Regions from separate parts of the Zea mays genome. Here region 1 is linked to region 2. A link is a contact called in public Hi-C data. All regions are on one chromosome and are shown on one strand. Each heading gives the region's core, a stretch centred on a gene start, on an enhancer-like site or on the middle of the called end of the contact. The rest is flanking DNA. Distances are from core to core; before and after follow the strand shown. Region 1 has its middle 75 kb from the start of LOC100383498. Region 2 holds the start of LOC542247 (sucrose synthase 1).

The links. Hi-C and Micro-C count contacts between places; a contact is called where the count stands out from the background.
Region 1: a Hi-C map of leaf shows a contact between it and region 2, with 6 times the contacts expected there. The contact joins the enhancer-like site here to the promoter of LOC542247 in region 2. A contact is called at or near these places in 5 of 25 Hi-C or Micro-C datasets (ear, leaf and tassel) and 1 of 3 datasets of contacts at active chromatin or transcription factors (leaf).

The regions. Positions count from the first base shown.
Region 1 is chr9:128,031,273-128,035,487 of Zm-B73-REFERENCE-NAM-5.0, reverse strand. No RefSeq gene overlaps it. Among protein-coding and RNA genes, the nearest start is that of LOC100383498, 75 kb to the left of the region's middle. Within about 2 kb of position 1,972, at least 20 of the 20 cell types and tissues checked have an H3K27ac peak or open chromatin away from gene starts, as enhancers often do. A contact at or near this core is called in ear, leaf and tassel, where this site is marked.
Region 2 is chr9:127,812,100-127,816,079 of Zm-B73-REFERENCE-NAM-5.0, reverse strand. It overlaps LOC542247 (sucrose synthase 1), which reads left to right and starts at 2,398. Exons shown (of 14, transcript NM_001111853.1): 1 at 2,398-2,534; 2 at 3,244-3,373; 3 at 3,463-3,614; 4 at 3,740-3,932. The coding sequence starts at 2,425.

The DNA.
Region 1 (4,215 bases), core at 723-3,222, 220 kb before region 2:
GTCTCGAGAGTAGCCTATTCACCGAGACTGGTCTGGCACACCGGACAATATCCGGTACACCACCGGACACTGTCCGGTGCACCACAGGACAGTCCGGCGCACCCAGACCGAGCAGGACAGCCAACTCATTTCCAATCGCTTTTCTACTGTTTCTAGCACTTAGACACAATACATTAGTACCCAAATCAATGTACTAAGTCTAGAAACTTACCTTGTTGCATAATTTGCACTTCTTAAATCTTTGGCACGGTTTAACACTTAGAGAATATGTGTTGGGCACTTAATCACCAAAACACTTTAGAAATGGCCCAAGGGCACATTTCCCTTTCAGTAGTTCTCTTCATCCCGACCGCCGACGTGCATCTGCGCTCGGGAGAGCAGGTCTCCGGAACCCTTCGCCTTTTCGACATCCTGCACCGGGAGAGGGCGAATAAGGTTTTTGGAAAGCGTCCTCACGTGACTGCTCGCGATTAGGGATGGCAATGGATGTGATTTATCCACATACCCGCGGATAAAAAACCCGTTGGGCACGGTTTTGGGTACGAGTCTGTACCCATGGATACGGATACGGGTAGCACTTGATATCCGTGGATATTTTTAAAACGGGTACGAAAAATCAGTATCCATACCCAAATACCCGAATATCCGTTAAAATATCTCGTACTCCTGTCCCACAGGCCCACGAGCCACAACCCACAAGGCCACAAGCCTAGGTTCCAGGCTTCCAGCGAAGCCCTCGCTTGGTCGCTCTCACTCCAGACCCTCCCATCTCTCCTCTCCCACTCCTACCGCGACTGTCACCTAGAGTACAGATACAATACATACGTATAATTATTGTTAGGATTTAAATATGTTGTATGTGTAGTGGGCAAACGGATATATCCGTGACTGTTGCCTAGAATTTGCTGGATTTAAATATGTTGCATGTGTAGTGGGCAAACGGATATATCCGCGGATATCCGATACTGTTTTTTATCCATAGCGGATAACGGGTACGGGTTCGGATACCAGATATAAGTCACGGATATGGATGTCCAGAGATACTATCCGTGGATAGTTTATCCGTTGCCATCCCTACTCGCGATCTTGTCGTCGAACCCTGCTGTTTCGACATCATCGGCTCCGCTGCTTCGACGTCGTCGACCCTGCTGCTTCCGGCCCGTGTCATCTACCAGTATGTTTGATCAATGCACATTATCTGATTTGACTTTATACTCCAGTTCTTCTGATTTATATATTCAGAATTTAATCTAAAAATTGTATAATAATTCAACAATAATTTATATTCGAAATTTAATCTGAAAATATCTAATAATTCAACAGACACCTAGACGGGCACAAGTAGACCACCATTCTTTGGTATGCGCACCCTGTCAGAAAAGGAAGCACGAATGCGAGCACCTGGTTCGGCAAAAATCTCCCCAAATCTGGTGCACGGCCGTCGCCTAGGGGCTGGAATCGAGCAAGGAATTTTATGTGCGAACTTGTCAAACAACCCGGCCCGAAGGAGCTTCCTCACCAATGCAACCGCAAATCAGGTCAGGAGGGATTCTAGAATTTTACGTGCGAACCCTGACCTTATACCCATTCGTCACGCAAGAGGAATAGAAACTAGGGAAGATCTCATCTCACCCGGACACCGCCGCCAAATGCCGCCGGAAATAGAGGGAGATTCATTGCTGCCCAGGCCGGCATCCAACGCAGAGAAGTCTACCGCCGCCAACGCCGTCACACTCAACTCGATGTCCAGTTGTCCACTGACCACTGCTGTCTGTCTAGGCCGTCCGGACTGCCGACACCCCCGCGGAAGGAAAGGTTAGTCTTTGATACCGGCCGTCCGCCACGGTACTGGCCGCGCGCACGGGCACGACCAGCCGACCAGCCCGCCGCAGAGGCCGGAGAGCGCGCGGAGCGGTGCCTTGGCGGATGGCGAGGCATGGGCGGAGGCAGGTTCATGGGCTTGGACCTCAGATAGCGCGCATGGCATGACACACGTGGGCTGGGTGGATATCCGTCCATCCCATTTCACGACAAGACCATCCGGGTTCCGTTCATTTTTCTGGGCCGCGGAAAATCCAAGCAGGTCGTAGCTTCTGCTCCCGTTACCCCGTCAACCCAAATGGCCGGCCCAACCTCTCTCAGTTACCCCGGGTCTGAACTGGACTGGACTCTGGAGCATGCTGCTTTTGGTCTGACCCAGAAGACTTGTGTGTGTGCGCGCGCGTGTTTTAAACAATAATGTTTAAAAGGGTCTATCTCTATCTAGATTTCTAGAAACTAGCACTTTTATTTATAAATAAAATACCCGGCCACACCACATGAATGGACATGACTAACTAAACATTCTGATACGAAACCATGATATGGTATAAGATTGAGCTTACCAGTATTAAGCGGTGTACAAAACACTATTGTATCAGTTCTACAGAGATACGGTAGACACTTTAGTGTTTGGAATTAATAGACGATGGAATAGATATCTACTATTTGCTCCATTCCATAATCCAGATGGCGTGATTGGCCGGCCAGCCAAGTTATGCCAAAGCAGATAGCGTAATAAGGAGATGAGTCACACCACCAGAATCCAGTGTTTCTTAACTTTCTTTATCGATCCAAAACAAAGGATCTATGTATCTTTCAATTTCTTCAGAATTTTTCAAGTAGATACTGGAAGATAAGCATGACCTATTCGCTTGTGTTTTGTATTATACCTCTTGTAGTTTTGAAATTAAAATTCTTTCCCATAAAATAATATTTGAGTCTTGGATTAACTTGTTTAGCCTCAAAATAGACTACAAAAAATTAGGGAAAAAACTACCTAAATTCATGGTTTCAAAATAGACTCCAAAAAACTAGAAACTAAAAATTCTTTCCCATAATATAATATTTGAGTCTTGCATTAACCTGTATAGTCTCAAAATAGACTCCAAAAATGTATGTGTTTATGTAAAAGGACCGCTTTGATACTTGGAGTGAATAGACACTACAAACTTTTTTTTTAAAAAAAGTTAGTACATAAAAAAATTAAACACGACACTCTATACTAAACCCGGCCAAGCTGACTTTGCATAGTGGCCTTGGCACAATGCTAAACCCAGCTTGGTTGGGTTGTAATGTCGGTTTGGACGAGTTTGGCCAGCGCAATGCCAAGTGTGCCTTTGCGCCTCGCTTCTCTTCTACGTCAATATAACTTGATGTGTGCTTTCATTATAAGTGTATGGACACCTTCACACACTCTCTACAAACACAAATCACCAAACATGAGTAGCACAAGCAGAAAAACAAATATATATGCAATATTGATAGGTCTTAGGAAAACCAAATAAAAGACACGAGGATTTGTTTGACCGAAGCTCGGACCACACAATGGTGTTGTACGGATCCGTTATGGAAGCCAGTGAGTGACTCAAAAAGGTATGCTTAGCCGACGCCAAAATGACCTATTTCCACTGTCCCACTAACTTTCAGTGGGTAGGTCAACCCTTCTTACAAGTCCACCATAGCAACCCACACAACCTCAAGTTCTTGTTGATGGCACCTTGCCACCTAAGAACAAAATTCCAAGAGTGACAAACTAAGTGAACTAAAATACTTTGACTTGCTCAAGCGCTCAAGAGTGGAACAACTCTCATAGGTTTCTCAGGATCTCTAATGCCACTAAGGCACGTTCACAAGGCTTGGATCACTCTTTAAACATGTATTAGTGAATGTGTATTGGACAACCTTAGAGTGACCGACAAAGCACGTATTTATGACAAGTCATAAGTTCGAACAAAATTTTGGCAGCATAACCCCGTTGTTCTCCATTGCACCATTTTTAGGCGTGCAAATGGAGATCGGGATTATGCTGCCGAAATTGGTTTGGGCTCATTGATTGTCATAATTATGTGCTATATCGGTCAATTTTGTGTGGGTTTATGACCTATCCTTTCCTATAGATGTAGAGGTGTTATTTCTTCGGTTCGTGAATGACTTATCTAAGTTAATATTTCATATCTAGTATGGTTGAGGACTATGCATCGATGGATGCATGAAGGTTGAAAGAATAGGGGCTCTATCTAGTGAGTGGGTTGCCAAGACCGACAATTTCTTGGTTGTGCTTTTGGTAGGTTGGAGACCGGTACTAACGTTAGGTACCCTTGTAGCAAGTGTGAGAACATTTATTTCCATGATAAGAGGACTATGTCAATAGATCTTTGTAAGAATGGCTTTATG
Region 2 (3,980 bases), core at 1,149-3,648:
CACGGAAAGGCAGGCCGCCGGGGCGAGTGTGGTTTTTTTCCTTGTGTGCAAGCATTAGGGTGCAGGTACCAAAACTGCTGCGCGTCAGAAACCATGGGGTCATCAGCTTTGGCGGATTTTGGAGGCGGTGATGTGCGCTCCCTCTGTTTTCTCATGTACCAAGGTCAGAAGGTGACGCGGCGTCGGACCGTGTGCATTTATTTATTTATTATTACAACAGCGAGATTACCGTCCGAATGCCAAATTTATTACTACCGAAACAAAAAAAAATACCAGCCTCGTCTGTTCTACTTCTAGTACGTACGTACGTACGTACAGGGCGCGTCAGCACTGCTTGTGCTTGAGGACAAAAAAGGAGTGGTTTTTAGTGGCAGAAAGTTCCCGCTACTTGTCACGCATTAAACCTCCGCTGATTTAGGAGTAGAAACCTTCTTTCAAAAAAAAATCTTTGAAGATAAATAAAAAGAGAGACCCAAAATACTCCATCCCAAGCTGATCATATCCGATCATACCTGGACATGTAAACAAAAAATCCATCCGTAAACCAGCATCAGATGAAGAAAGCAAACCCAATGCACTACCAAAAGGAAAGAAAGAAAAAATTCCTAATCTTTCTTATCCCTCACCTACCATTTTTTTAAAAAAATCTAATACTACATGGGCAAGGGACGAAGGTGGTGGGAGCAAAGAGGCCCCCACCCCTGCCCCCGCAATGCGTGTATAAAACGGGGCCCGGGGCTGCCGCTCAACTCACCCATCCATTCCACCTCCGTTCACCCCGTCCATTTGATTTGCGTTCACTGCGTTGCGTTTCCTTGGAGGGGATTGTTCTCTCCTCTCCTTTGGATTGGAGGTCCCTCCTTCTTCTCCTCTCTCTCTCAGAGGAAGGTAATGCAATGGGGGTGCTCTAGCCCTCTCCTCCTCTGCTCCTGCCGTCCTGCGTGGGTGCGTGCGTGGACGCTGGTCTGCTGTCCTGCTCCGGGCGAAATGCCGCCGCCGCTCGCCGTGACTGATGCTCCTCCTCCTGGTCGTGTCCGAACGCGCCGGACGGTGCCGCCGGTAGCATGTAGGAACTATACGCTCCGCTCGGACCTGGTCATGATCGATCGATGGTGTAGGGGAGGTCATGCCGAATTTTTTCGCCCGGTTCTCTGAACCTGCCGCCACTCTGCAGGCGGGGGAGGTGCTGCCTCTGCATGCAGTTGCTTTCCTTGCAGCTATAGCCAAAACAAACAAAACAAAAGACGGGTTTTTTTACGGCTGTTGTACCAGCCTACCAGGGGATAGCTAGCGACTAGCGTCCGTGAGATCCAGAGAACTATTGTCTGCCACTTGACGAGATCCTAGGGGAGCGGAGGGAGCCTGCTTATCCGCGCAGGAACGACGGTGTTAGCTTCTGGATCTGGGGTTTACTGAGCACCAAGGCTCTTGCAAACTCCGGGTTTAAGGTTTCATATATATATATTTTTTGCATACTCCCGAGTTGGTACCAGAACGCTAGTAGATCCGGCGCTTCTTTGTTTCCTCTTTAATTAACCAATATTTTTGCAAGAAATATTTCTGTGACGATTTTCCTCGGATAAGTTGTTGCCTTGTTGGCTTTATCCGTCCGGATGCCCCGCCATGTGCTCCTTGTCTCGGGACTCGGAGACAGGCTGACAGTCCTGGGTTCTTGTGCTAATGGCCATGGTTAACTTACGTTAATCCTGCGCCTTATTATCATCATCTAGGTGTAATTACTTCCGTTTGTGCTAATCACCTCGTGATTGCCTGCAATAAGGAACCCCAGCCCCCCCACCTTGCTGATGCCGTGCTTTTCTAGAGAAGTACCCTGCCGCGTCACGCTTCGTCCTCGCCTGCTTTGGATTCAACGGCTTTTTGGAGGCCGAGGCCATTGGTGCCATGCGGCCAGCCCTTTTCTTCTCCATGGTTCCCATCGATGTGTTTTTGTTCGGTTCTCTCGTCAGATCTGTATAAATAGGCGCCTCCCTTCTCCGCCATTCCTCGGTCCTCTGAAGCGTTTCAGTTCATCGATTCAGTTCTTGTATGCCTCTTGTTGTATTGGTTGTTTCTTCTTTCTGGTCTAGGTACTAGGACTATAGTACCAGGATCTGAGTCGTTTTTTTTTGGGTCTTGCTCCTGTCTGCCGTTTCTTTCCCCCCTTCCAGAGTTAGGTTCTGTTGGTTTCTTGCCTGCAATATAGTTTCGTGGCGCAGCGTCAAGGGTGTGTCGAGACTTAAAAGACTGGTTGTTGGCAGTTGGGTTTATGTCTTGCTGGAGGGGTTTTAGTTTTAGGATGTCATCGCAGCTTTTATGTCAACGGATCTGAACCGTTTTTCGGTTTCAGTTTTCTCTGCTGACTGAAGCTTCCGCTTCCGTTTCGGTTTCGCTGTGCAGGCCTGAGGATCCAGGAAGAGGACAGCAATGGGGGAAGGTGCAGGTGACCGTGTCCTGAGCCGCCTCCACAGCGTCAGGGAGCGCATTGGCGACTCACTCTCTGCCCACCCCAATGAGCTTGTCGCCGTCTTCACCAGGTCTGCCCTCATTTCCCCCGCTTCGTCTGCAAGTTTACATTTATTTTGCTACGGGTATTATTTGAGCGAATGCGACTTTTTAAGACCAGTTCCATCATATTATGTATTGTTAGATCTAGCATGATGTGGCCATCATTCAATGCTGTAGACATAATGTTCCTGTGTTCCCTAATAAGATGAGTATTTAATTAGCATCCAGGATTTTGTCGAAACCTAGTACTGGATACTGATGATACATACATACACCATGCTTTTTTTAGTACCGACTGTAAACTGCTGTTAGATCTGGCTGCACCTGCATGTGTGTTCTTTAGTTTTATATTCAATACGATGTTTCTGAACAGAATGATTGGAGTCTGAACTTACCCAATGTATAGCTTGTTACTAAAGGGTCTATCGAATACGATAATGCTTGCTAACCAGTTTATGCTTAGTTCTGACACGTTCTGTTCAGCATGAACGCATAGGCATCTGACTAGATCGGATGTGTAGGCATGAAAGGGGTTTCGAGAAGTTCAGTTAAAAGAGAGGAATCTTTGTTTTCATTTTTTCGAATGAATTTGCTGTTGTGCCTCTTCGCTATGTTGCATATGTTCCCACGCTACTGACTGCTGATCATACGTCTAAACTATTTCTTGAAATTGTATATGTTTGATGAGTTTATAGATCTGGCATAGTCTGATGTTATTTGGCACATCGTTTTGCGCAGGCTGAAAAACCTTGGAAAGGGTATGCTGCAGCCCCACCAGATCATTGCCGAGTACAACAATGCGATCCCTGAGGCTGAGCGCGAGAAGCTCAAGGATGGTGCTTTTGAGGATGTCCTGAGGGCAGCTCAGGTTTGCATCAGATTCAGATCTCGCTGGACAGCACTGTTCCTTTTGTAGTGTGCACCTTCTTTAATCATTCTAGCTCTATTATCTTACAGGAGGCGATTGTCATCCCCCCATGGGTTGCACTTGCCATCCGCCCTAGGCCTGGTGTCTGGGAGTATGTGAGGGTCAACGTCAGTGAGCTCGCTGTTGAGGAGCTGAGAGTTCCTGAGTACCTGCAGTTCAAGGAACAGCTTGTGGAAGAAGGGTATGATTTTTGCAGCCCCAACAACAACTTTGATTAATATACCATGATTAATATACTTTTCTAAAATAAAAAGGTTTTGGTCATATATATGACAGTTTATAATACTTTTGGTGTATATATTGCAGCCCCAACAACAACTTTGTTCTTGAGCTGGACTTTGAGCCATTCAATGCCTCCTTCCCCCGTCCTTCTCTGTCAAAGTCCATTGGCAATGGCGTGCAGTTCCTCAACAGGCACCTGTCATCAAAGCTCTTCCATGACAAGGAGAGCATGTACCCCTTGCTCAACTTCCTTCGCGCCCACAACTACAAGGGGATGGTGAGCCATTGTTTTATCTGTTTCTTTACTTAAATGTCATCGATATTG